Regions from separate parts of the Mus musculus genome. Here region 2 is linked to region 1. A link is a contact called in public Hi-C data. All regions are on one chromosome and are shown on one strand. Each heading gives the region's core, a stretch centred on a gene start, on an enhancer-like site or on the middle of the called end of the contact. The rest is flanking DNA. Distances are from core to core; before and after follow the strand shown.

What was found. Hi-C and Micro-C count contacts between places; a contact is called where the count stands out from the background.
Region 2: a Hi-C map of bone marrow-derived macrophages shows a contact between it and region 1, with 15 read pairs. The contact joins two enhancer-like sites. A contact is called at or near these places in 1 of 484 Hi-C or Micro-C datasets (bone marrow-derived macrophages) and 2 of 115 datasets of contacts at active chromatin or transcription factors (embryonic stem cells and large pre-B cells).

The regions. Positions count from the first base shown.
Region 1 is chr4:95,387,292-95,394,828 of GRCm38.p6, reverse strand. No RefSeq gene overlaps it. Among named protein-coding and RNA genes, the nearest start is that of Gm12707, 94 kb to the left of the region's middle. Within about 2 kb of position 4,103, at least 47 of the 459 cell types and tissues checked have an H3K27ac peak or open chromatin away from gene starts, as enhancers often do. A contact at or near this core is called in bone marrow-derived macrophages, where this site is marked.
Region 2 is chr4:95,827,026-95,834,562 of GRCm38.p6, reverse strand. The region is part of intron 11 of Fggy (FGGY carbohydrate kinase domain containing); the gene reads right to left. Among named protein-coding and RNA genes, the nearest start is that of Hook1, 140 kb to the left of the region's middle. Within about 2 kb of position 4,027, at least 3 of the 459 cell types and tissues checked have an H3K27ac peak or open chromatin away from gene starts, as enhancers often do. A contact at or near this core is called in bone marrow-derived macrophages, where this site is marked.

The DNA.
Region 1 (7,537 bases), core at 2,854-5,353:
ACAGCACCTGTGCTGAAGTCTCAAGTATCTTTCTTTATCATCTTATAAGTCACCATTTTATCCCCTAATCTTAACAGAATGTCAGGATATTTCCATCTTTTGTACCTCATACAAGGCTGTCTTTATACTATACAAGGTCTAGCTCTTTTTGAATCTGATCTCCAGGAAGTATTTTCAATTTTGGGAGGGGGGAGTGGAGAGTAGGAACATTGTTTTAGTGCTGGGGACTGAAGCAGAGTCTTGAGTTTATTAAACCTATATGTTATACTCAGCCATGCCACCTAGCGTTATGCATTAATTAGTTAATTTACATTTATTTATTTATGTATGTATTTATTATTTATTGACTTTTTGTCATAGTTTCATGAGTCATAGAAAGAAATACGGTGGCACTATTTTCAAACTTGAAGAAAGGAATACAGAGTAGAGTACAGCAGATACAAGATTTCCAACCTTGCCATCTGGCTAGGATGGCAGCCTGGCTCACACAAAGTTTGACTATTAGAACAGCAATAAGTGGACTGCAAATCAGTGAATAGGAAATACCCACAGGAAGTAGACAGGCCTTGGTAACTAGACACCCAGAGTCACACACATAGCAAGACAATAGTCAAACCAAGAAGAGAATAAGAAATGCCCCTATCCCTTACAGAATATTCAATGTGACCAAAGCAAAACCTGGATTCCAAATGTATGACCCAATAAGGGCTATTCTTATTCAAACCACTATATTCATCTATGTCTTATGATTCTGGTTTCCAATAATGCAACTCAAGCCCCAATAATTTTTTTCTATTAATGTAGTTTCCTGTTGGACCATTACTATCCCCCTAGAGACAATTTTCCAGGCTGCAAATGATGGCAATTTTCTAAAACACTAAAAAGATCATGTTATCCACCCACAGAAGCTATTAAATAGTTCCTTAGTTCTCCTAGAGTAAAAGTGTGAATAAGACCTTATGTTACACTGTAATTATGCATCTGTTCAGATTCATCTTAGTCCATTCCTTTACTTCTCTCCTGACACTTCATTTCCCTTAAGAATTTACATAAGCTTTTTCATGTGTGTGGCTTTCTTTTAATGCCCTTTAATTCTCTCATCTGGCACATTCCTTCTAATATATCCATCCAAGGTCAACTCCTAAGTCATGTAAATGATGAGAACTAAGAATAGGTAGGGCAAATAGAGAGAGAACAAATGACAAGATGGTAGGTTGAAGAACCACAATATTGTCTACTACATTAATCATGAGCATCACACTATCACTAAATGCAAGTGAATGTGTATTCAAAGTCAAAGGTAGAAAAATGTGACAATGTGCTATTAGTAACCTCTTAATAAAGTCAGAATTAAAAAGTGGGGAGATATATTATGAAAATACTAATTAAAAGAAAGCTTGAGGGGCTGAGTGGAATTCAGGATGAAGACCATGACCAGGGATGGAAAAGGGGTATCACACTGGTAATAAGGAAAATTCTTCTGGACGTAATAATCCTAAATTGCCACCCTTCAGTTCTAGGTTCAAAATACAAAAGTTGACAGAATAAAAAGGCAAAACAGACCATAACAATATTTGAAAGATTCTAATACTTAGAAGTAATCAATATTTTGAGCATTAAAATATTCACCAATAAAGCAGAATTGAATGAAAGTATAAACATACTCAACACTAGTATATTTATAGACAATTTCATCAACAATCAGGAGTTTTCAGTTTCAGAAGGTTCTATGCAGGTTGCTGATGAAGGTAACTCATCAGTGGCCTTACCCAGCTGTGGATCCTGAATGCTATAATACTTAACTTCCAAGCAAGATCTACCCATTGGTGCAATAGTAGTAGCCTGATTGTTATGGAGGAAATCAAGTACTTTCTGATAGGATCTGAGACCAACTCTACAATGGAAAATCCATATAAGTCTTGTTAACCCATCAAAAGCCCAGAACTGGTCTGTCATTGGCCCCAAGGGTTAGGGGAACCCACTACTGATGTTTTGCTAAATGGACAATGTGTACTCTAAAGATTTATGCTTATACTCACCTACAGTACTGTTCTTGGGTTTGGTCAGAGAGCTTTTTGCAACAGAAAGTGGTGAATGTGAAAAATCAAAATGAGTTCAAGTGCTGAGAACAAGTAACTGTTGAGTGACTGGTCCTCAAAAGGACATAAATACCACTACCACTAAGGCTTCAAGAACATTGTGAAAGACAGAGGCAAAAGTATGCAAAAGCCAGAAGATGGGGAGGAGTGGTGGATGATGCTGTCTTCTGGACATGACCTGGCAGCTGCGCCAATGAAATCCTAGCAGTGGTGGTTACCTGCAGAAGACTGGCTAACCTAAACAAACAGACAAACAAGAAAGTAGGAGAGGGACTTGTTGGGTAGAAGTGGTTTGGCAGAGGAGAAGTAAAGAGGATAATGGGGGTGAACACAACCAAAGTATATTATGCATGAATTGTGAAAGAAGATACTTGAAAAAGAATGTCTTAGCTTGTGACCTAGTGCATTTCTGACAAAGCCTGCCTTACCAAAACTTCCTGTCTTGAAATAGTAAAACGTGTGTGTGTGTGTGTGTGTGTGTGTGTGTGTGTGTGTGTGTGTGTGAGAGAGAGATTAATAAGTCCACCAGATAGTCTATGTACTGTTAAGATATCCTTCAAGCTTGAGGTCTCTCTCCTTTAATTTCAGAAGCTAACATTTGAATTTTGTGAACCGGACAATCCTTTAGCCTAGACTACTACCATCACCTTTGTCACCACCATCTCCAGCACCATCACCTCCACCACCACCAATGCCCCCATCACCACCTCCATCATTGCTTCCTCCACCACCATTACCAACCCTACCACTTCCATCACCTCCACCTTTACCACTATCTCTACAAATACCATTTCCACCACCACCTCCACTTTCCCCTCCACTACTGCCACCGTTATCCACCACAGCCATCACTTCTGCCTTTACTGCCACATCAACCACCACCCCTTCCATTGTCACCATTACCACCTCTTCCACCGTTATCATTACCTCCACCTCCACCACCATTACCCCACTGCTGACTCTTGCAAAGCTGCTACTAACTGTAGTAGGTAGTTTGGCATGGAGTTACAGACTGCTGGATATCAGTAATGTCAGGTAATGCCTTAAGGCTGGTGTTCCAGACAGCATCTTCTAACCCACAGTGCAAGATCACAAATCCTCCTTCCCCCCCCACCCCCACCCCCCAACAGTGATCATTGCTTTTAACCTCATATTTTTTACTTTTGGCTTGCTCATGACACCAGAAAGTTTTATGAATATCCCAGAAAGCACAAATTGCTCTGCAAGTCTTTAGACTGCAGGATGAAGCTGTCACAAAGTGGTCAATGCCAGTGCTCTCTCTGACTCTAAAGCCACAGAACTGCTTAAAGAAAAGTCTAGGAGCAGCAAGTGGCAAAGCTTCCCCCTAGGCTCACAGATCTACTCAAGAAATGAAGACCAAGCCAAGAACTCAGCTCACTGGAGCTAACACCAGCAGTGAACATAAGGCTTAAAGTGAGCAAAGCCTCCAGAACCCTTGTCTTTGCTGATAACTGCTTATAACATGATCTGGTTATTTTTCTCCCCAAACTGGCATACTCCTTTTAATTCCTTCCTGCAGTGTGAATATAGACAGAAAGGTCTGACTACTTTAAATTCACCCTCTAGTTACCAGTCTTTCAGAGGCATGGTTGTCCATCTAAACTTCCTTGTGGTTTCATAAATATAAATGTGCTCTGTAGGCTTCTGTTCAATTGTGAGTTTCCCCAAGTATGGAAGATATGCTAGTTTCCAGCAAACATGGAAGTGGTCCCTTAAAACTCTTAGGTACAGTAGTTACTTACTATTGGTTTAATACAGCTTGCCTCTTAATGTAAACATTCAAACCTTAACACAGTCCTCTGTAAAGGTTGAAGGCTACCCTCATCTTGCAAATGGAAATATACTGAGACATGGCCAGCACAACTGTAGACTATGAATCAAGAAGCCCAAGGTCAAAATGACTGTGTCTCACTGTTCTATTTCAGCAAACACTTTCTGTGTGTCAGGACTAGGCTCTGGGGATGACAGTGAACTCAAGCCCACCCCATAGAGCTAGCATTTCACTTCCCATTTTTTTCATGAGGGTTTGTGGTACTTCCCTTATCCACTGTCTTTTAAAGTGTTCCCACTAAATTGGCTTTAAAACAATACTATGAGGGACAACATAATGATTTACAAATTTATATCCCAGTCTGTTCCATGAGTCACATTTCACAGAACATCAATTAGAAAGCTCAGAGGTATGAAATTTCATTCACGTTCTTGGTTTCTATGGCTAAATCACGTCCAGAAAGGGTGTGAAAATTCACATTCCCATGGGTTCCAGGAAATATCCATTTTACCACCTTCACCCAAACCAAATTCTTCTCATGTAATCCTTACCTACTGAATAGTTGTCGAGTTCATAGACTGGTAGTAACGCTAACTTTATTTCATTTAGATAAAACGAGTTACAATGATTTAACATAGAATAGCTGCTTTTATATGCCATGCATCTCTTTAGACTCATAAAGAAATCAAGACCTCTTTCTAAGTGCCTAGGAATAGCCCTATTAAGGTGTCCATGTTTATCTGAAAAGCACAACTGATGTTAATGCTGCGCACTGATGTCAGTGTCCTTCCTCAGGGAGGACCCTCAGCATCCTTAGCCCTGTACAAAACATCGCCATGCTGGAACAGCATTAGCGCTGGTTCACAGTGGACTCATTTGTGTGCAACCTCTCTTACTCTCCCTTCTTAGGATACACAGAGAACATTTGCTGTGCCTCTGTCAAGATAATTATTGCTAGATCTCAAGCAGCCCAGATATCCAGAAATGAGCTCAAGCTGGACTGTTGGAGGATTCCTGGTGGTTAAATAAAAGCCAACATTCCTCAGAAACTTGTGAAACCAGTTCCCGGCTGCCAAAAGGAAACATTCCCCTCCTGGCAACTATTAGCATATCAAAGCTCATGCTGGCCCCCAGGCTCCCTCAGTATCAGAACCTGTTAGAGATTTCATGGTCCACACTAGCATCCTGCCCACCCCTCCCTACAGCTACTTATCCATGATTAGCCCACACCACTCTATCTCTATGCTCCCTTGCTCGATCACTCTTGCCACTCTCTACCCACAGTCTTCTTTCCTCTTGCTCTCTAGATGTGCACTTTTCTCTCTCTTACTACCTTGCTATCTCCACTATTCTCACCTGCCTCTTCACCCCCACCCCCCAACTTTCCTATATCTGATCAAGAACAGTCTCTCTCTCTCTGCTCTGAACTTTTCCAGATACCTCTGGATATTTTCTCTCCCCTACCCACAACAAAAACCTTTTCCTCAATGGGGTGGCCAGGTAGGCAGTTTCTTTAGTGTGCCCCCTTGAGTACATCTGGTGCTGAAATCTACGAGGGAGACAAATGGACCCCTTTTCCAAAGGCCCTAGCTTCTCTTAACTGAACCAAGCTGCTGAGTTGATTCTCTTAGGGTATGGATCGTTTATCTCTTCTGGTTTCTACCCTCCATATTTGACCCTAAATTCTAGAGTTCACTTTTTCAGCCACTTCTTGTACACCTGCTCTAACCACTCAGATGTCTTCTCCTATTCACTGTGTCTTTTCAGCCTGTCTGCCTCCTGGTGCTTCCTACACTGTCCTGGTCACCTATCATGTGTAAAGAGTCTGTCTCTTGTTGACTTGCTGGATTTTGCTGTGTGCTTCTGTACTGTGATTCAGGCTATGTCTCTGCTGAGGCCCTTTCCCCTCTCCCTTTGTTGGAATCCTTCTGATGGAGAGTCTGTTTGTTTGCAACCCTTTTCCCAAGCCTCTCTCACCTCCCCTTCCCTCTGCTCCTCAAGGATGTCTTCTTTCCTGCTTGCTCTGTCTCTTCACTCCTAGAATTTACTTTCCTTTCTTGCTTGCTTTGTGGAGCCCAAATGCCTCTTACTAGACCACTCACTGGCATTCTCTAATCTTTTTCCTCTTTGGCTGCACACTTCATTAAAGCCTTGCCGTCTTCCTGCAAACATCTTGGCCTCAGTTCAGCTCAATGGTCAAAAACAGGGCACACCCAATTTCCAAATTCTTGCAGATTGTAACATTTGCCACTGCTGAAGCAAATGCTCCTCCAAATACCTTCTCTCTACGCTTCTCTGCTCTCCAGTCTTGAAACTCTCTTATCTCTAAGCTTTCTTTCCTCTCTACTCTCAAAACGTCTCTTACAACCACTGCTTAAACTGTCTGGATCTCAGGATTTTTAAGTTTATTCCATATGATTAAAATATCTATAAAATCTGTAATGAAAAGCTAACTTAAAATTTTTAAGAGAAATGGTTGATAGTTTAAAAAAATCTTTACACAGATAATCTTAATTTAGAGCAGCATGCTTGTACGTAACACAGATTCAACTTCTGTTTAAAAACTAGATTTGCTATAGCAAACGATTTACACATACCTTGGACTCAATTCTTGTTTATATAAAATAGAACATACTAATAACTTATATCTAACGATTAAAGTTTATACATTCCTAAGGTCTACTCAAGGTAGCAGAAACTAACATGAAGGTATATGTATAGCATCTTTGTATTGCTTTTCTATGTTAAATTTTAGCTATTTAGATAAATTGCATCACACTAAAACTATCAAATATGCTGTAATGGTATGCTATAAAAGGATTGGGAAAATAAAGTACTCGATCTCTCTGTGAACTGTATTTATAGTTTAAAGTTTTCTTTTGATGCTAAAGGATCTTCAGTTGAATCTTCAAATTTTAATAGGAATAAAACTGTAAAATCCTAATCTTATAAAAACAAGTAACTTATTGTAAACTGGTAAAGATAACTAAGGCATTTAAGTTAATGGTCAGTCAACTTATAAATGATCAAATTCCTCAATGTGCTCAGAACTATGCTTTGCAGTCATGCTAAATACAAATATAAAATTCATCTATTGGGATAAACTTTAACCTTCTGTATATGTTGTCAATGTTAAGCCTAAAGCAAGTAACTAAAACAAAGTAAAGTTTGCTTAAAGTCAGCTATACTTAATAAATTAGATGATGGCTCTCAAACTACTCAGAGATCTGATGAATATGACATTGAAGGTATTTAATAAACAGACTTCCCCTAATAGAAATAGTAGCTTCTGGTAGCAGCAGCTAAGTCTACCTCCAAAAGAAGACAGGCAGCAACAGACTCCACCTGGAGTTTGCTTTGAGTGTAGTAACATTGAGTACTAAGTAAAAGACTATATCGTGCCTCGCCTGCCTACTGTCTGGCCCTTCCCAAACTATAGACACTACTGGGCAGACTGCTCCTCTGCCTCCTCAAGGTAGGGCAATCCCAAAAGTTTTTTCTCCACAGAAAAAAATCTCTCAGAGCTTCTGGGTCTGGTGCCTGAAAGCTGACGCTGCTCTGTGTGGCATTTAAAAACTTAGTACTGTCCTTTGAGGTGGCAGATGACTGACAAACAAAGCCATCAAGATCACCATGGAGGATCCCA
Region 2 (7,537 bases), core at 2,778-5,277, 440 kb before region 1:
AGATTTTATTGAAAGGACGCAGATGTAGCTGTCTCTTGTGAGACTATGCCGGGGCCCAGCAAACACAGAAGTGGATGCTCACAGTCAGCTAATGGATGGATCATAGGGCTCCCAATGGAGGAGCTAGAGAAAGTAGCCAAGGAGCTAAAGGGATCTGCAACCCTATAGGTGGAACAACATTATGAGCTAACCAGTACCCCGGAGCTCTTGACTCTAGCTGCATATATATCAAAAGATGGCCTAGTCGGCCATCACTGGAAAGAGAGGCCCATTGGACTTGCAAACTTTATATGCCCCAGTACAGGGGAATACCAGGGCCAAAAAGGGGGAGTGGGTGGGCAGGGGAGTGGGGGTGGGTGGATATGGGGGACTTTTGGTATAGCATTGGAAATGTAAATGAGTTAAATACCTAATAAAAAATGGAAAAAAAAATAAGTTCTAGACCACCCTGGGCGTGTCTCAGAAAAGAAATTGAAACCAACTGACATATGAACCATTTTTATAAATGTACTAACTTCTCAGAGTATTTACATGATAAATTACCATGTATAGACCTGAAGTGTGATATGGACTTGATTTCAAATCTTTTATGATATTTTGTTAGAATATACATATGCATGCATTAAAAAAAAAAAAAAAAAAAAAGAATTCAAGGTTAGTTTGACTGAACTAGTGAATTCAGTCTAATTAGGACCACACAGTGAGACTCTGTCTCAAAAACAAAAACAAAACAATCCTCCACTCTCAGAACCCCACCAAATAAAATACTCTGGTCAACTTTTCCTTGTTACCTTGGCACTAGAGAGAGAATGAACTCTGTGCATATCTGCCTTCCTGGAATGGCCCCCACTAACCCCTCCAGTATCTACTCTTGCTTTCCCCATAAAACATGCCATGCTCCCACGGTTCTGAATCTTTCATCCATATTAGCTGTTGGCTTCTTCTTGGCTGATAATTGAGCCACCAGGTAAGAATTATGTCTTTGATACCAACACACACGAAGATTGAAAAATTATGGATCAGAGCAGAAAGGAATTCTGGAACCTCTCTTTCCAAACCAATAATGTGAAAAAGTAGGCACGATGCTACTGTCTGAGCTAGTGGCAACTCAAAGCCCCCTGACCCCCAATACCATTCTATAACTGAGGGCTTTTTCACCTTGCCTCTTTGTTCCTCGAAATAATGTCTCTGAGACTTCTTATATATAAACAAATGCCTATGCCAAAAGCTTTGGCTCCTTTCTGCTAGCTCATAACTCAATTAACCCGTTTAAACTAGTCTAAGTCAGTCAAGTGGTTAGCTACCACTCCTTGGGGTTTATTATTCTGTCTCAGCGTTTGGGCAAATCTCTCCCACCTGACTATTTCCCAGAATCCTATCTCTTTCTGCCAGTGTTCTGCCTTCAAATCCTGCCTGAGCTCATTGGCCATAGGCTTTTTATTGACACTTCATAGTGCTTCCACATAGTACATAAAGATTAATTCTACACCATTCTTTCTTCTAATGTCTGAACCTTGTATAACAATAGTTAGACATTTGCTGCTTGAATATTTAAAAATGATTAGGGATGACAGAATATTTGCTTCACAGATTCAAAGAAAAAGGAAGTCATTAGACATGTTGAGGAATTTACTTGATGTCCCCAATTCCTACGTCCTCACTCTTGCCCTTCCTGATCTTAGGAGTGATTCTTATGAGACTGGGGTTCAAACAGATTCTAGAAACTCATGAAAGTCCTTGTGTAAATAAAAATAAGCCACTCGATGTGGCAGGATAAAATAGATGCAACCTTATTCCAGGCCACCTCCAGTGAATACTCCAGCTGAGCCACCTACAGCACAGCATGCAGAGGCCTGGCTTGTGATCCCTGCTGATATATATGTGAAAACTTGCTCCCCATTTGCTCTTTATCTGACAGGGCAGCTGACTGTGCTGTACCTTAGGGCTCCCTTCTGGAGCTGGGAGTAAGTTCCCTTCCTCCAGAAAGTAACTGGAAGTGGATCAAGCCATGATCCTCTGCATGGATGACCCACAGGTGGGTGTTAAGACCACATCCAGATAATGTGTAGGCAGAAAGGGTGTGAGGTCCATTTTGTATAGCAGGGACATTTCCTTACCTATAGTCATTAGATAACTTAGGTTTTATGTTATAATGTGGATAATATAGCTCATTCTGATATCTTTTTCAATTACTAAAAACATGAAGACATACAAGAATATGACATAGTTGTATGTAATTTTTAATAATTAGTAAATACACATAAGAACTTCCAAAGCCATTAGTGTTTGAGAAAAATGATCACATGGCCTTTTCTGTAAATTACTAGTGCCTACACAGCAAAGGAACACTTTATAGAGGGGAACCTCTAGAAACTATAACTAAAATAATCAATGGCTTAAACATTAACTCTTGAGCTTGACAGTAGCTGCAAAAAAAAAAAAAAAAAAGAGGACATGTAAGATGCAGATAGCTCTTCTGAGAGGGAAAACAAGGTGGTCCTTCAAAGAGACAACATCCTTCTTGGGAAGGAGTTCTAGAAGAGGTTTGTTGCACGCAATATGGCACACCACAAGAGATGCAGCAAGCACAGCCCCACAGCAGCCTCCTGCGTCCTTTCATACTGATTCCAGGGCTGTAGCTGAAGTGAGACTCAGTGAGAGACATTTCTCCCCGAAGCAAAGAAGCACTGTGGCTGGAAGCTTGGCAACCCTGACATTTCACCTCATTTTCATGTGGAGACAACAGAGGGGCAGCTGTCCACTAAGCCTACTTCATTCTCTCAGTTCTGCCCTGGCAAAATCAGTCCAAGACTGTACTATCTATGGAATGTCTGCCATGTGGACCACTCAAGAAGATGAAGAAGACTTAGAAGGAATTTCTGTGAAAGGTGAATGCCTAGGATTGCCAGAGATGCCACCTGTTTGCTTGTGTATGTGTGTGTGTGTGTGTGTGTGTGTGTGTGTGTATCTGTGTGTACATTTATACTAGCTTCAAAAGCTGGGCCAGGCCAAATGAGCTATATGGTTCAGCTGAGAGCTGACTGATCCCGTTGATAAGAGGAAGCTGAAAGGAAGCATAAGTGGAAAGAGTACTTATAAATATGCATGTGCCTGTTTTGAATGCTGAGGTGAGACAGTCAAATGTAAGGCCCATGGGAGATCTGTGATGGTGTGCACATTTTATTTCATTTGGCTCTGTGTAAAATGGGCTTCCCACCACAAACCTGTTTGATGAAAAAAATTATTGTGAATATTGTATGAAATTACCTTCAGGCTATGTATATAAAGTATTCATAAAACCTAGATGAAGTTCAACTTTGAACTTGGGTACTATCTCCAAAATATCACATTAGATACATTCAAATAGTCTAAAATTCCAAAATTTCAAGTCTGTTTCAGATAAGGACTAGCAATTCAGCAACAACAGCAATTTAGTTATACTTTCCTTCCAAGTTGTTAAAGGAATAAAGATTATTATCTATGTTTGTTACAGAAGTGCTGTAGGAAACATTTCTCTAAGGGTTCCTGAAAAACTGTCAAAGACAAGGCAGAGAAATTCTAGGTCGCTGGAGCTCGATGAGGGGTATCACTCAGGGGAATTAAATGGACGTCTTTAGGAATACAATGGGGGTCCCAAACACTGCTTCATCAGTCAGTAAGGAAGGCAGTTGGTGAGGGAGATCAAACAAAATTCTGTAGAGGACATGGGGGGGGGGGTTCGGGGGAGGGGAAGAGAATAGAATTCTAGAGAATAGAATCAAGTAGAAGCCTGGGAGGACCAGTAACTGTGGGCGTCCAGACAAGCAGACACTTTACTCTGCTTAAAACCCACCAAGACTTAGGGAACGAAGACAAATGGACCACCACGGCATGGGAGGAAGAATTAGAAAGACCTCTGTCTTCTGATTGTGGAAACACTGATCTATACTCAGCTGTAAAGAAACTGGCAGAAACAATCTGTCACTAGCCAGCTGACTTTAAATGGCAGTGATTATCCTGATTCATCACATGGGCACTGAAAAGCAGAAGAGAAAGGCAGAAGAACCCATGAAGAGATGAAAAAGAGGAAGGCAGAGGGCAGAGGGCAGAGGGCAGAGGGCAGAGGGCAGGAGACAGAAATGGAAAGGAGGAGGGCTCAAAATATGAGATGGTCCTACTGGCTTTGGGAAGATAGGCAGAAGGTAATGAGCCTAAGAATGCAGGAAGGTATTTAAAAGCTGAGCAGGAATCCTGGCTGCCCACAGGGAAACCAGGATATTAGTCCTACTCTGTTGGAATTTGGATGGGAGGGAAAGCATATTTTTCCAAGAGCCTTCCAATAGGAGTCTCAGCTTTTGGCCATTTGAGCATTAGAGCAGGAAAAGCATAGGGTTGAGGCAACTTGGACATCTTAGGTGCTGAACAGTGAGATGATAGACACGTGTACACTGCTAAGGTTGTGTGCAGTGAACACATATTAGAAGGAAATGATGGGCTGACACTCTCCCAGTGACCTTCTTCTACCACTGCTTAACTGATGTGACACACTGGCAATTTACTCCTTTGGTGGCTCAGCAGAAGTCATTCTGATGTACATTTACCAGTTCCCAAAGTGGTTCTGTACAAGTAGTGTTGTATCCCTGTCTTTAGTCTCATGACAACCTGGACCCCAGTTTTGGGCCTCAGGCCTTAGTTCTCTCCTGGACCATTGCAAAAGATTCTACAAGATAGCCCCGAAAGCCTCTGTTAGGCACCCCACTAGGAAAGGTCCGATCTTAGTCTTCCTCTGGCTTTATCTGGTGTTAAGTATACACAGGAAAAAGAAAGTTATATGCTGTGATTCTCAACATGTGGGTTCTGACTCCTCTGCCGTATGAGATGACTTTTTAATAGGGGTCATCCAAGACCACCCAAAACTACAGATATTTACATTACAATTTGTAATAGCAGCAAAATTACAGTTATGAAGTAGCAACAAAATAATTTTATGGTTGGGGGTCATTACAACAAGAGGAGATGTGTTAAAGGGTCACAACATTAGGAAGTTTGAGAACCACTGGTTATTAAGAAAGTGATTCTGTGATATAATTTTGAAAAATGGCAGTAAAATAGAAAGAAATCGTACACAAATTGAAAACAGAACGCAACATGTAAGAAAATACTCAAAGCCTTAATATATCAGTTTTATATTACTGACATTTTATTAACATTAAAGAATACTTCTGGGGGCTGGAAAGATGGCTCAGCAGTTAAGACCACTGTCTATTCTTCAAAAGGACATAGATTCAATTCCTAGAGCCCACATGGCTGCTCACAACTGCCTGTAACTCCAGTTCCAGAGAACCCACACCCTCATGCAGGCAAAACACCCATGCATATAAAGTCAACAAATAAATCATGTGGGGGGGAGGGAGAGAGAGGGTGGGAAAGGGAGAGAGAGAGGGAGGGAGAGAAAGAGGGAGAGGGAGAGAGAGGGGGGGGGGAGAGAGAGACGGGGAGGGAGAGAGAGAGACAGAGAGAGACAGAGAGAGAATTTGATACAAATTTGAACTGAATGGGTTCTAACCTGAACTGTACTATTTTCTCCAGTAGACAAACTGCATACATTGCTCAATCCTCAGTTTCTCTATTTGTTTAAATCGTCAATATTATTTTGAAGAGTTATTGTGAAGAAAGGTATGGCTACAAGCATATTACCAAGCCCCTAAAAAAATGGGCCCTATTGAAAAAAATCACTAAATTAGTCACTTCAGTAAGTAACAGATTACCTGAAAGCCAGTTAAAGAATAGTGAGGATTAATATTTGTCACAAGACTTTATTTTCTTTGTAAATAAAAATAATATGTATAAATATCTGAGTAAAAGTGTTAAGAAAAGCAACAGAAGTTAGCATGTTGTAGCATGTTTAAGGCTGAGCCTTGACATGGGCCACTTACAGTGAGTTTTGATTGGCTCAGGAGCTTCCAGTCATCTATCTCTTTATCCCAAGAAAGCACAAAACACTGGCTTTTCCTGAGTTCTTGCAAATTCTCAGCTGAGTACCTGACAACACACACACATCTAAGTCTTTCCTGTGGTAACGCTGGCTGAGCTCTGGGCTTCTGACAAGCATCTGAGGTCTAGCTAAGCTCTTATGAGGCTTCTTTCCTGACTCTGAACAACCCTTGGACCAGCACTTATCTTCCCACAGTCTGAGCAGGGAATGGCTGGTGGCACCACGCAGTTCATTAGAAAACTAGAATGTAGTTTCCTGCTCAGAGTTGTGTAATAGTCCAGACTGAAACAGTAAATATTGTACAACCAATGTGAGCCCTGTCTGTCTGCCTGTGTATTCATGCCTGTTATGTCTCTGCGTCCATTTTCTTCTCTGCGTGAATATTTCAGGAAAATAATTTATGCAAATATCTTAAATGAACACCATCTAAACAGAGATTATATCAATGCGAGACTAAATCTTAGTCACATACAGGGAGGAAAAGACTTACAGAATAACTATTGCACTAGCCGTTGGGCAGGGTCTAGATCAGCATTTTCTGTTGTTGACGATGAGAAAACTATAGGTCGCAGACCTAAGGGTAGAGAATACTCATGTCTATATCCACAGGAAGTATATAGAATTGCATATTTTGTGACACACTGAAGCATTAGCAACTTCTCCAACTTGTCTGGCTATTCACCTGCTAGTTCCAGTCAGTTCTGAGACTAACTTGAAGATATACAGCTAGCTATTGAAGATTCAACAGTCACATATAGAATCCCCATAGGGACCATTAAGCAGACACTATAGATTCAGTGTCACTGGTTACAAACCCACAGTGTGCCTGCTGTTGGGCAAGCATTTCTCACTTGACAGTGACCTTGGAAAGATGTCTGGGCCACTTCAGCTTCTTTGAACCAACTGAGCTCATACAATGAACCTGCCAATGCCACATGCTAATGTCCTTTCAAGTTAAGATTCGAATACCAGTGCGATTTCAAAATATACAAGCTGCATATCTTCAAAGCAGTGAAGAACCACTCAAACTTCCACTCAGAATAAAAACAACTGCACAAAGAAATAGCAAAACCACACCCCCCCCCAAAAAAAAACCATGAAATCATTCTTTATGATGTTTAGCTACATCTATCCTGGTATGCATACATCTACCCCACTTCTTTACTTTGAAAGCAAGCATTGCTTTTCTTCTCTTTCTCCCCTCTCCCCTCTTCCCTCTCTTCTTTGAAGCTGGTGGCGGGTTCTCTAAAAAACTGAGGATGTCCTTGTATTCCGGATCCTCGTGACTCCACCTTCCTAGCTCTGGGATTACAAGTGCAGACCACCATGCTTGGCTATAAGGAAGCCTTTCTTTTATTTTATAAGAAACCATAGAATCACTAATGTTCTCATGAAGAACATTATGATTAACCATAGTTCTATTTCTTTTAGATAATGACAAAGACAGCTCTATTCTCCATCTTACTTACCAAGTAAAAAAGAGAAAAGGGTATCTACTTAGTCCAGATATATTTCCACTCCACCCCCACCCTCCAGCATCTATTTTTCAGTTGTACATGTCAT